Linked DNA regions of Mus musculus: region 1 is linked to region 2. A link is a contact called in public HiChIP or PLAC-seq data. All regions are on one chromosome and are shown on one strand. Each heading gives the region's core, a stretch centred on a gene start, on an enhancer-like site or on the middle of the called end of the contact. The rest is flanking DNA. Distances are from core to core; before and after follow the strand shown. Region 1 has its middle 15 kb from the start of Gm37548. Region 2 has its middle 41 kb from the start of Slc7a11.

What was found. HiChIP or PLAC-seq counts read pairs in DNA pulled down with a chosen protein or histone mark.
Region 1: an H3K4me3 HiChIP or PLAC-seq map of bone marrow-derived macrophages shows a contact between it and region 2, with 4 times the contacts expected there. The contact joins two enhancer-like sites. A contact is called at or near these places in 2 of 484 Hi-C or Micro-C datasets (cranial neural crest and trophoblast stem cells) and 1 of 115 datasets of contacts at active chromatin or transcription factors (bone marrow-derived macrophages).

The regions. Positions count from the first base shown.
Region 1 is chr3:50,901,198-50,907,458 of GRCm38.p6, forward strand. No RefSeq gene overlaps it. Among named protein-coding and RNA genes, the nearest start is that of Gm37548, 15 kb to the left of the region's middle. Within about 2 kb of position 1,789, at least 32 of the 459 cell types and tissues checked have an H3K27ac peak or open chromatin away from gene starts, as enhancers often do.
Region 2 is chr3:50,481,469-50,487,138 of GRCm38.p6, forward strand. It overlaps a transcript of Slc7a11 not described here. Among named protein-coding and RNA genes, the nearest start is that of Slc7a11, 41 kb to the left of the region's middle. Within about 2 kb of position 2,808, at least 7 of the 459 cell types and tissues checked have an H3K27ac peak or open chromatin away from gene starts, as enhancers often do.

The DNA.
Region 1 (6,261 bases), core at 539-3,038, 420 kb after region 2:
TCATCGGCAGGTTCCAACAACCACGTTTACCATCCGACCTCAGCATGGAAATATGGCCCTCCTGCAAACTGCACCCGCAACACCGGAAAACATACAAGATGGCCAGAGCTTACAAACCTGGACAGTGATATCGCCTGATTTATGGTTTGAGGTAAGAATTTATTACTACAGACATAGCAGAAGACACGGAAAAAACACGTACATTGCGGAGGGCAGATGGATCTCTGCTCCATGAGAAGAGAGAGCCCTCAGAAGGACGGTCATGCGCACTGAGCACAGTTCTGCTGAGCACACTGTATGCCTTGTCTCATTTAATAATTACAACTCCGGGAGGGGCAAGGTTTGTAGCCACTTCCCGTGTGGAAGAAACTGGGGTTTGGAGAGGAATTCCCCACGTTCATAGTCCATCGTGAGTAGGCCTCTGTCCAGTGGCTTGCACTTTAATCCTTCCCTCTGACTCCTACAGCAGTCTCCTGCTTAGGAGGAAGGATAGAACCCACAAGTAGATCCCAACATAGAGAAACTCAGAGCTCAAACACACTTCCCAGCTGAACCACCTCTCAGTCATATTCATATTTTGGAATTGTCCCTTCAATCATTATATGAAGAAAAGAAAGTTTTACTACCTAATTACTCACAGCAAGACACAAACACCCTATAATGCCTTAACCTTTCACTTCCAACCCAGTAGATAAAAGGTATTCCATAAACTATGTTTGGGGACGTTCCTAACTACCAGATCCCTGGTCTACCCGATCACTTAGTCTGAACCTTAACATTTTAACATGTTTATACCTCTTCCTTATTGCCAGCAATTTTATAGCCTGGGCTTCTTAGTGCCCTCCTTTAAGAATCTGAATCAGTGCTCTGGCCCCAAGGACTGTGTTGTTAAGTAGGTCCTAGGGTCCATCAAAGTGAGAATCTCTGTGATGGTTTGTTCTGGTTGTCAACCTGATGTCAGCTAAAGCATACCTGTGAGAACATTTCCAAAAAATATTAACTGAAGGGGACACACCTGCTCTCAATGTAGGCACCTCCCAGATGGCAGCCAAGGATGGCCAATGGCCATCGTTGGACTACTCGAACCTTACACCATAAGCCAATCTAATAAATCTACTTTAATAACATACCTACATTCTTTTAGTTCCGTTCCTCTAGCGAACCCTGCCTGATACAGTCCCTGACATGAATAACAACCTTTGCAATTAGATGTCAATCAGTCATGATCTCTTCGTCTCCAGAGAAAATAGGAAGAGATTGCCTTGGGGTGGAAGGCCAGGAGAGAGGCCAGGATACAAAGAAAACCACCTTCTTGTTGCATTTTAATTTTTCTCCAAGAAACTTGAAGACGATTTTACTAGTGAATCTAAAACATTCCTCCTGATACTGGCAAACTCTTAGCCTAATGAGAGAAACATGTGAGTATAGGGTTTGCTTGTTTGCTTGCTAATATGTTTTATTTATAGAATTGAAGCTCAACGCAAGACAGGGAAATGGTTTTTCTTAAGACCCACTAGTTTCTGGTCATCTGTTTCAAAGGCTTGTTTTCAACCTTCATGAAATCAAAGAGTATAGTAGGATTCCCCCTCTCTTCTTGTTCTGCCTCTCCCATCCCTTGTCTGCAGCATCCCAGCCTTTCTGGACAACCTATCTGTGCACTGTCTCTAGATGCATCCTTCTGGACGTTTTCCTGTTCCTTACATTCCAGGAAGCTTTCTGTTCCAACAGTCCTTTTCCTGGCCCTCACAGGCTCGCAGTTTGGTATCCAAGCTGACTTCTTCTCACTGGCATCTAGCCTCAAATTCCACTCTGCCACAGGAGTTAGCTCCGAGTCAGGCAGTAAATGGGCTCTTTACAAACCTGGCTAAATTTAAAGAACCACCCCTGTGAGCTGCATCTCTGCAGACATTTTCCAAGGCGTTCGCAAGCAGGCTGCATGCACTCGCTTGTACAACAGCAGATTGGCTGCTGTTTCTGTCACTCTGGGTTCTCACTGGGACGGCTCAAATTAACTCACACGGTAAACCACAGGAGCCAGAGAGAGACTTTTACAGACCTGAGGTTTCTGTTGCTGTTCTCCCCTCTTGTTTGTGAAATTTTAGCAACCAAGATCCACAAAGAACAGGGCCAAAGGAGGGGGGCGGGTGATGGCAGCAGCCGAAGAATGAGTTTGTTGGCTTGAGGGAGGCTTGAGTATGGGAAAATGAGGGATGCTATCACTTCATTCCAATTCCTATTGTACTTCATGTCCTATACCTGCTCTCTCTATGTGTGTGTGTGTGTGTGTATGCATATGAGTGTGTGTACATGTAGTGTATGTGTGCATGTGTGTGTGCATGTGAGTGTGTATGCAAGTGTGCATGTGTGTGTGTGTGTGTGTATGTGTGTGTGTGTGCATGTGCATCTGTGGGTGTTGAGACAAAAGAGATTTTAGAGACAGAATCTCTCATTGACTTGCCAAGTAGAAGGGGGTGCCTGGTCAGGGGAACACTCTGTCTCTCCAGAGTTGGTGTTATAAGCATGTGCCACCTTCACCCGCTTTCTTCTTCTCCTGGGTTGGACTTACCAAACTAACTATGTTCCTAACACCTATGTTTATCACCGTTTTTTCTTTCTTGTGTATAGTTCAAGGCATAGTTTGTTTTATAAGGTCATTTTTTTTCAAGAGCTTATTGTCAAAAACAAGCTCTCACCTGGGCTGGTCAAGGGACAACGTCTCCAAACAACTTTGAAGCACTATGCCAAAGATAGCCAGGCAGTGTGGCACTAAGTTAGTGGCAATATCACAGCAGATGACCCAGTACTTCACTAAGATAACTGGTCTACCTGACATTGCATTTGGGGGGAATGTGCCTTTCACTAAGATTATAGTCATTTACCAACCAAGGAGATAAGGACTCATAACAGAATATGGAAAACTCCATTCTCCTGTCCCTTTTTGTAAGGTCTAGCATAACTAAGATGTATCTTTGGTATGGGAGTGGGGTAGGGGTAGTGAAAAACAAGAGGGCATGGTAGAAAAAAAATCTAGCACTAGCAATAGTGAGACTGGGGGGGGGTCCTTTATATGATAGTGCAACAATCAAGCCACACGCACACACACACACACACACAGAGAGAGAGAGAGAGAGAGAGAGAGAGAGATCATCTCCTTTGTGGACATAATGGTTACAGGAGTCTTTCACTGCCCAATAGAGTATCCATTGGCCATAGATAACTGTTGAACTTCACATTAATTCTAATTAAAAATTCAGCTCCTTAATTGCACTGGCCATGGTTCAGGTGCTAATGGCCACATGTGGTCCCTGCCCCCCCCCCGGTGTTGGACACAGCAGATGATAACCTCTCAGCCATTGCAGGAGGGTCTGCTACACTTCCCACCTCTAATGCATTCCACTCGAATGAGGCTCCCTGGCCCGTAGCTTCAATGGGAGCCTTTCTCAAGGCAAAGGAGAAAGCCTTAAAAAGCTGTGCGATAGAGAAAAGGAATCCACATGGCCCAAGAGACGCAGCCAGGCAGCCCAACCACAGCTTCCAACAGGAGCACGGAGACTCTCCACAGGAACCCTCGAAGAGGGCAGAGATGCCAGCGATTGGAGCATCTCCTGCCAAAACTGACAGCTCCTTTCCCACGGCCTGAGGGTTCACTGGAGAGTTACAAGGAGCAGAGCGAGTCCCTCATAATAATTAAAATGCAGGAAGAGGGTAGTCCTAGCACCCAGGGCCTGGGAAGCCAAGACTGCCAGCATGATTACATAATTGAACTGTCTCACCTTGCCCAGTCAAGTGAGATTCCAAGGAGGGTAATTAATCTTCCCGCTGCCTGTTAGTCCCTGCCCTGCTCAAAGTCAAGTTTCCCAACAAGAAGAGAAGAAAAGGGGAGGAGGAAGGAGCCAGGTAGTAACACCGAGGGGAAACTTTAATCTGGTCTTTGTGAACTCCCAACACAAAGGCAGAATTAACACTGTAATTGTATGCAAACATCAGAGAAACAAAAATGACTCCCCCCACCCCCACCCCCGCAAGAAACTCTGCCTCATGTCACCATGACCCTGCAAACTCAGAAAGAAAACAGTGTTGGAGACTAGAAAGAAAGGCAAGTGAACACCTCCAGCCTCGTGTGGTCTCACGTTAGTCATTAGCCAAAAGCAAATCCCAAGTGGGTGAAGGGCATGGTGATCGGTCACGGCGTGAGGGTTGAAATGGGGCTCGTTCACTGGACAAATATTTACTATGCACCTTCAACACCAGGCACTCACTCACTGTCCGGGAGCATAGGGAAGCCGCCCCTGAGCTGGTGGAGCTTGAGTTTCTCAGCTCAAAGGCTGGATTTGGTCTCAGTGTGACTTAGGGGTCCATTTCAAAGATGCAACTACTCCCCACAGAGCGATGGTTTGACTCCTCTGAAAGTGTCTCCATGGCTACAATCCCTAGAGAAGGGCCAGAACCATGGAAATTAAGAACCTAGTTTTGTACAAAAAGGAAAGGAGTAAGTAACTTTCTAGCCAAACTCCATGGAACTCCACAAAATCACGGGCCACACCGAGGGGCAGCCCACAGAAGGTCTGGGCTCTGCCTTGGAGGAAGCAATGTGGGAGACCTGGTATTTGACAACAACGCAAGAACGGTAAGCTGAGAAAGGCAAGGCAAACAAAAGTGGAAGGTATAATATATATACATATAATCATAATAATCTCACTGCATACCCACCACCACCCCTAAGCATGTATTTATGAACTGACGTGATATGGCCCAGAAAGTCTTAATACTACAATATTAAATCCCGTCCACGGGAGAAGCGAAGACGGCACATTATAACAAAGACAGTTGGGCTCTGCGTTGTTGGTTTTCTGGTGCTTGCTAATGTTCTGGTTTTTAGCTTTGCTCACGTAGATGTTATGTTCCTTTAAAGGGCTCCCTTCCTGCCAGACCGTTTTTTCAACCAAAGTGCAATGCTGCCCCCTCGTGGCTGAATGCCGTGAGCGCGCACGCAGAAACCCAGCCTTCGCAAAGCCGACTCTACCCGGATTTCATTTTGCCATTTTTCCCCGTCTTCCAAAGTGCAACTATTTCATCTTTAAAGATTCACCGCTCGGGGGTATTTTCTGGCTTACACGCTAATCAACACGTTATTTTCTTCTATAACAGGAACCGTGCTCTGGTTACTTAACGAGGGGGAGTTGTGGGTATGTGGCGGCTTTCTCCACTTTGTGCTTTATGAATTAAGTGATCTCCCCAGAGAAGCTCAGAAATCAGGCCTATTCCATGTAACCTTTAGAATCCTGACTGGGATTCTCACTGGGGAGGCGTTCCCAGAGAGCGCCAGCTCAAGGAGATCAATGCCTGACAGACCATCCCACTCCCAGACAAATGTATTTGATTTCAGTTCAACCTTCGATTCTCATACTGAAACCAAAAGCTCTGAAAATAGCAATGCAGGTGAAACACTGAGCTGGGGAAAGGCTCCTTCCCGGGTTGAGCGAAAGAAAACAACACTCCCAGCTTAAAGAACGGCAGCCTGCATGGAAACACTGTGTGGGGCAGGTGGAGAGCTAACAGGGCAGCTCGCTTCGCCACGATCTGGGTCCAGCCACCGACCCGTCCCTGTATTAACAACCTGAGAATATGTGGAAATGCAAAGACGAGGGTCATCCAGAGCTACTGAATGCTAAAATCTGCCTCTAGGTCTTAGAAGTCTGCACTTTGACCAAGGTCCCCCAATGGTTTATAGCACCCAGAACTTTGAAAACCACTGAGTAATATTTAATAAGAGTCTTAACCTCCATTAAGAAGATACTGTTATTCTGAGATTTTTCAAATATCACAAAGCTGCAGAATAACCAGAGTGGGGTGGGGAGGGAGGGAGAGGAGGAGGGGAGAGGGAGAGGGAGAGGGGAAGAGAGAGAGAGAGAGAGAGAGAGAGAGAGAGAGAGAGAGAGAGAGAGAGAGAGAGAGAGAGAGAGAGAGAGAGAGATTACTTTCCTTTGATTTCTATCAAATTAAAAAGATGTTGCCTGACAACCCAAGAGTCCAACCAGTAAACACCGATAACCATCAACAAAAGTCATGATCACCACTTGGCCATGGCTGATGAGAGTTATCAATGGGATCAGCAACCTCAATGATAATACTTTTGAAAGTCCCTAAGTACAAAATATAAACCAGCTCATTCTGTGGTAACATTCGCTGGATCTGAGGGTAGGAGAGCCTACAGATACCTGCAGAGCATTTTTTTTCCTTGAGAGTAAGAGACCTACCAAA
Region 2 (5,670 bases), core at 1,558-4,057:
CCCATTAAAAAATGAGACACAGAGCTAAACAAAAAATTCTCAACTAAGGAATATCAAATGGCTGAGAAGCACCTGAAAACATGTTCAACATCCTTAATCATCAAGGAAATGCAAATCAAAACAACCCTGAGATTCCATCTCACATCAGTCAGAATGGCTAAGATCAAAAATTTAGGTGACAGCAAATGCTGGCGAGAATGTGGAGAAAGGAAAACTCCATTGTTGGTGGCATTGCAAGCTGGTACAACCACTCTGGAAATCAGTCTGGAGGTTCCACAGAAAATTGGACATAGTACTACCGGAGGATCCAGTAATACCTCTCCTGGGAATACACCCAGAAGATGTCCCAACCGGTAAGAAGAACACATGCTCCACTATGTTCATAGCAGCCTTATTTTTAATAGCCAGAAGCTGGAAAAAACCCAGATGTCCCTCAACAGAGGAATGGATACAGAAAATGTGGTACATTTACACAATGGAATACTACTCAGCTATTAAAAAGAATGAATTTATGAAATTCCTAGGCAAATGGATGGATCTGGAGGGCATCATCCTGAGTGAGGTAACCCAATCACAAAAGAATCACATGATATGCACTCACCCAAGAATACCCAACATACAACTTGCAAAACACATGAAACTCAAGAAGGAGGAGTAAAGTGTGGACAATTTGTCCCTTCTTAGAATTGGTAACAAAACACCCATGGAAAGAGTTACAGAGACAGTGTTTGGAGGTGAGATGAAAGGATGGACCATCCAGACACTATCCCTCCTGGGGGTCCATCCCATAATCAGCCACCAAATGCAGACACTACTGCATACGGCAGCAAGATTTTGCTGAAGGGACCCTGATATAGCTGTCTCTTGTGAGGCTAAGCCAGTGCCTGGCAGACACAGAAGTGGATGCTCACAGTCAGCTATCGGATGGAACACAGGGCCCCCAATGGAGGAGCTAGAGAAAGTACCCAAGGAGCTGAAGGAGTCTGCAACCCTATAGGTGGAACAACAATACGAACTAACCAGTATCCCCAGAGCTCGTGTCTCTAGCTGCATTTGTAGCAGAAGATGGCCTAGTCGGCCATCATTGGGAAGAGAGGCCCCTTGGCATTGCAAACTTTATATGCCCCAGTACAGGGGAAACCCCAGGGCCAAGAAGTGGGAGTGGGTGGGTAGGAGAGGTGGGGAAAGGGAGGAGGGTATAGGGGACTTTCTGGATAGCATTTGAGATGTAAATGAAGTAAATACCTAATTTAAAAATGGAGGAAGAAAAAAAAGACTATGTTACCAATAAAACATTGTAAAACATTAAAAAAAAATGAAAAGAAAAGAGTTTTTGAATGATCCCCCCCCCCTTCAAATGGCCCTTTGTAATGGAAAGGAAATTATCAGGGAGGGTGGAAATCAAATTATTTTTTGCTCCTCCCTGCTAGCCACTTGAAAACAGATGTGGAGTTTGTCTTGCTGCAGGATTTCCTAGCAACCACAAATGACTCCATTTTCAAAAGCAAAATGAGGGTAGACAGCATACCTATGAACACAGCAGCTGCTTTCTGGATTTGTCCTGGCTTATCTCATCATTCAGTGTTTTTGCTTGACACAAGCTTGATAATTCTTGGGAGAAGTATTAAATGAAACATCATTTGAAAGAGAGAGCCAAAGGAAAGCTCCAAGACATAAAACAAACAAACAAACAAACAAAACAAAGATTATGAATCAAATCTTCATGTGGCCCCATTCTTCTCTTAGGAGGCTGGATTTTATTGGTTAAAGGCAGAGTCTTACTACTGGACAGGAAAAACACAATCCTCCAGCCAAGCTCTCGATTTCAAAGCAAAGGAATTTTTGTTTCATGGATAAAATGCAAGTCTCACCAGTGTACTCCAAGCCTTCAATAGAGCTATTAAAGATTTCTAGAGCCTGTCTTTAATATTATGGGTTTTTTTTCCTTGAAATAACCTTCCAGCAAAATTAAACTTGAAAATGGCATACCAACTGGCTCCTTTATTTTTCAAATATATTTACAGCAATACTATCCAACTTTGGATCCCTAGACTTAGGGACATATGTACATTTCTTTAAAAATTACTCAGTGACCTGAGGACAGGTCACACTTCATCAAACTGAACGCAGTATGTGCTGACCAGAACCTGGCCTGCTGAATGAATTAGAAGAGACATAAACTGAAACCTGGATTGAGACTGGCTGGGGTGGAAAAATCAGATGTTAAGTCCGTTATTTAGTTTGGTACACACCCTTGATCTTCAGTTGTCAGAGAAACTTAGGGCATTATGTTTTTTTATAATTTAAAAAAATATTAAAAGTATGAAAGCAAAATTGTTTTATGCAAAGGCAGTATCTCTTCAAAATTCAAATGATCCAGTGAACTCAATGCCTACACTCAGAACTTATTATTATCATTGGGATAAATCATCATATAATAGCAAAATATAAGTCTAATATTTTATGATCATATGCTAAATAATCCTCATGACTATATTATATATGTGTACATATATTTCCCTATTACAAGTCCATAATCGTCTAATGCATGTGCATATATAACAATTGTAAGCCACACAGCTAAGCACTACTATATAGTCTAGAATTTTAAATTTTTTTCAAAGTACACTAATTGAGCACAAGTTTTGACAACTTGTGGGATCACAAACCAGAACCCTGTACTTTTGATAACCAGAAATGAAGATCTGTTTTCTTCCTGTTTCTGGAATTCATTCTGGGGAATTCAGAACATCAAAGCAAGTAAAGTTGAGAGAGAAAAGAGAACCTGCAATTGCTAACATCTGTGACCTGTGTCACTATTCCAGCATGTGAGTAGCTCTAGTGAAGAAAGAAAAGCATAGGGTCACAGTGTGCAGAGGCTGCCCTTCCTGTTTCTCTAATTCCCCTATGTGTTGTTAAGACTGTGAGGAATGCATCTCCATTTGCCTCTGTGTTTTCCTCAGTAATAATAATACCAAACTCTTCGAATGTTATTTGCCAAGATATACACGGATCCAAAGAGAATAACATTTAGGAAATGACATTCTACTACATAACTCTAATTGGAAGCACAATATTGTGATTTGATAAGAATGGTGCCCATAGACTCACATGTTTGAATGCTTAGCCATGAGAAGTAATTAGCACTATTAGGAGGTGTGGCCTTGCTGCAGTAGGTATGGCCTTGTGGGAGAAAGTATGTCACTGTGGAGGTGGCCTTTGAGGTCATCTAAGCTCAAGTTATGCCCAGTGTGGTGCATTGTCTCTTCCTGCTGCCTTCAGATCAAGATGTAGAGCTCTTGCCTCCTCCAGCACCATGTCTGCCTGCACATTGCCATCATTCTACCATTATAATCATGGACTAAACCTCTTAAACTGTAAGCCAGCCCCAATGAAATGTTTTCCTTTATAAGAGTTACCTTAGTCATGCTATCTCTTCACAGCAATAAAACCTTAATGAAGACAGCACCCAAGTCTTTTATAAACCTCCCTCCAATACTGTTAAATTTTCAAAATAGGAACTCCTGACATTCATGGATTATTGGGTCACTGTGTCTAAATGGGAGAAATAGAATTGGAAAGGGCAACGTAATTATGTCTGTCTGCAGCATTTTATATTCTCAGAAGTGGTTTAGGTTACATCGCTGTGTTCAGCCATGGCAGCAACTCTGTATAATAACTTCCTGACTATCGCACACCCAAAGCCTTCTCTGCAGAGCAATTTCTCCCCAGTTCAACTTGCTGCTGTTTTCTCCTTTTCCACATACAGAAATAAGAAAGCACACGAGAATAATCTAGTAGGCTGCTCACAAGGAATTCGCTTCTGTGCATACATGTTCCAAATCAAAGGTTGAAACATCAGCAATTTGAATTTACCCCTACAGTGATTGTCTGAATACCCCAATCTGTCCAGTCAACGAGGAAGATTGCCCACCAGAGTCTGAACTCTATACCATGCCAGTTAAAATGCACCCCAGAAGAATCCTTCACATGCAAACTCACATATGTAATATACATCTATTTATACATATATGTGACTGCTAGTAAGCTTACAAACTCAAAAGCACCAGATAAGCAGCATCAGGAGTCAATGTGACAAGGGCTGTTTTATTCCTCTGCTGAAAAAGAGGCCTTTCCAGCTTGGTCTTTTGCCCTTAGTTCGGAAGGCTTAAACAGGAATTTTAATGTGAAGTTTGTCTAGTGCTGGCGTCGTCTAAAGCTATAAGCATTAGCAGCTCATTCAAGGGCCTTGACAAATCTCCAGAAGCTCAAACATAATTTCAATATTTAATTCTTCATCTAAATGAATAAGCATGAAATGAATACCAAACACCCATAGTTTTACGAACAATTCAGACAAACACTTTTCTCATAGGCAGAGACTGCCCAGGGCTTCCTTGTCCTAGGCATCCCATGGTTTCTCCTGGTTCATCATGTGTGTAGTTTTCCAAGAGTCCAAATATATGTCATAGATAGGTACAGTCATACCTAAAAACCTGGATGTATGTGCTGGTTTATATAGAGATTGCGGTATCTTCAGGAGGAAAAGCATCAAACTTTTGTCTTTCTAAGTACTTCCTGAGCCCTCTAGGTCTGGGAAAGAGCCAGATGACTATGTAGTTACAGAGGCAAAGACAGCTGGGCTAACAGGAAGACTTCTTTCTGTGGGAAAAAACAATCCACACAAAGCCCACAGGCAGCCTTGAGCGATTTCCAGTGTAAAGGAGGTGGGAAGGAGCGAGGCACCATTTGTTATAAAAGTAGATGGAGCTTGAGGCTCAGGGCCATCCTCTGAGCTAAGAGGAACTAAGGAAGGATTGCACTGTCACAAGATTCTGAAACTTTAGCAACTTAATGATGTTATCACTCTCAACAGACTGCCTATTCCTGCCGGCCAATCAAGTGCTCTAGTGTTAAAGTGAGTTAGTCGGGTTAAAGACCCAGGTAAGATGAAAGTCAATGTGGGAAATATTTATACTGGGCTTAATATACATTTCTATTGTTTTCAGTCATTCCTCTGGGCTGTGAACTATGACAAAGTTTTAGGAATATTCTACTGGACAGGTAAAGACTGATCTAATGGTTCACTCACAATTCCATCAAGTTTTCTAACACCTTGACCCAGAAACATATAGGAGGAAAAATGAAGTAAAAATGTGAAGTTTACAAAGGCAAAAGCTAGATTTTAGAAAAGTTTACCAATCGTTAACCAAGTGTATGAATTGTCTAGAGGTAAAGAACTGATAGATTCAATATATGTATGGAACCAATATGCATATGAACTCTATTAGGGTGGCTTATAGCAGTGGTCCTGCTCATCCAACAATGGCTGTATCCCAAAGGAAAGTGCAAAAATCCAGTAATTTTTCAGTCCATGGGGCTGGATATCTCAGCTGGTCTTCAGAATATACTAGAATCTTGAGAAAAAAAAAAGGCTTAATCCTAGTGAGAGTGAAGACAAGCAGGCTTTCTTCCTTCCTTGTCCTTTCTGTAGGCTGTCAAGAAAGGGTGTGGCACAGGTTTAGGGTGGGTCTTCTGATAGACCTAGATATAAGATAGGTCTCCTGACTTTGGGTGATCTGGATGTAAAGTGGATCTCCCTACCTCCAATGATCCAATTAACAACAACAACAACAACAACAACAACAAAAAAACAACAAAAAACCTCTC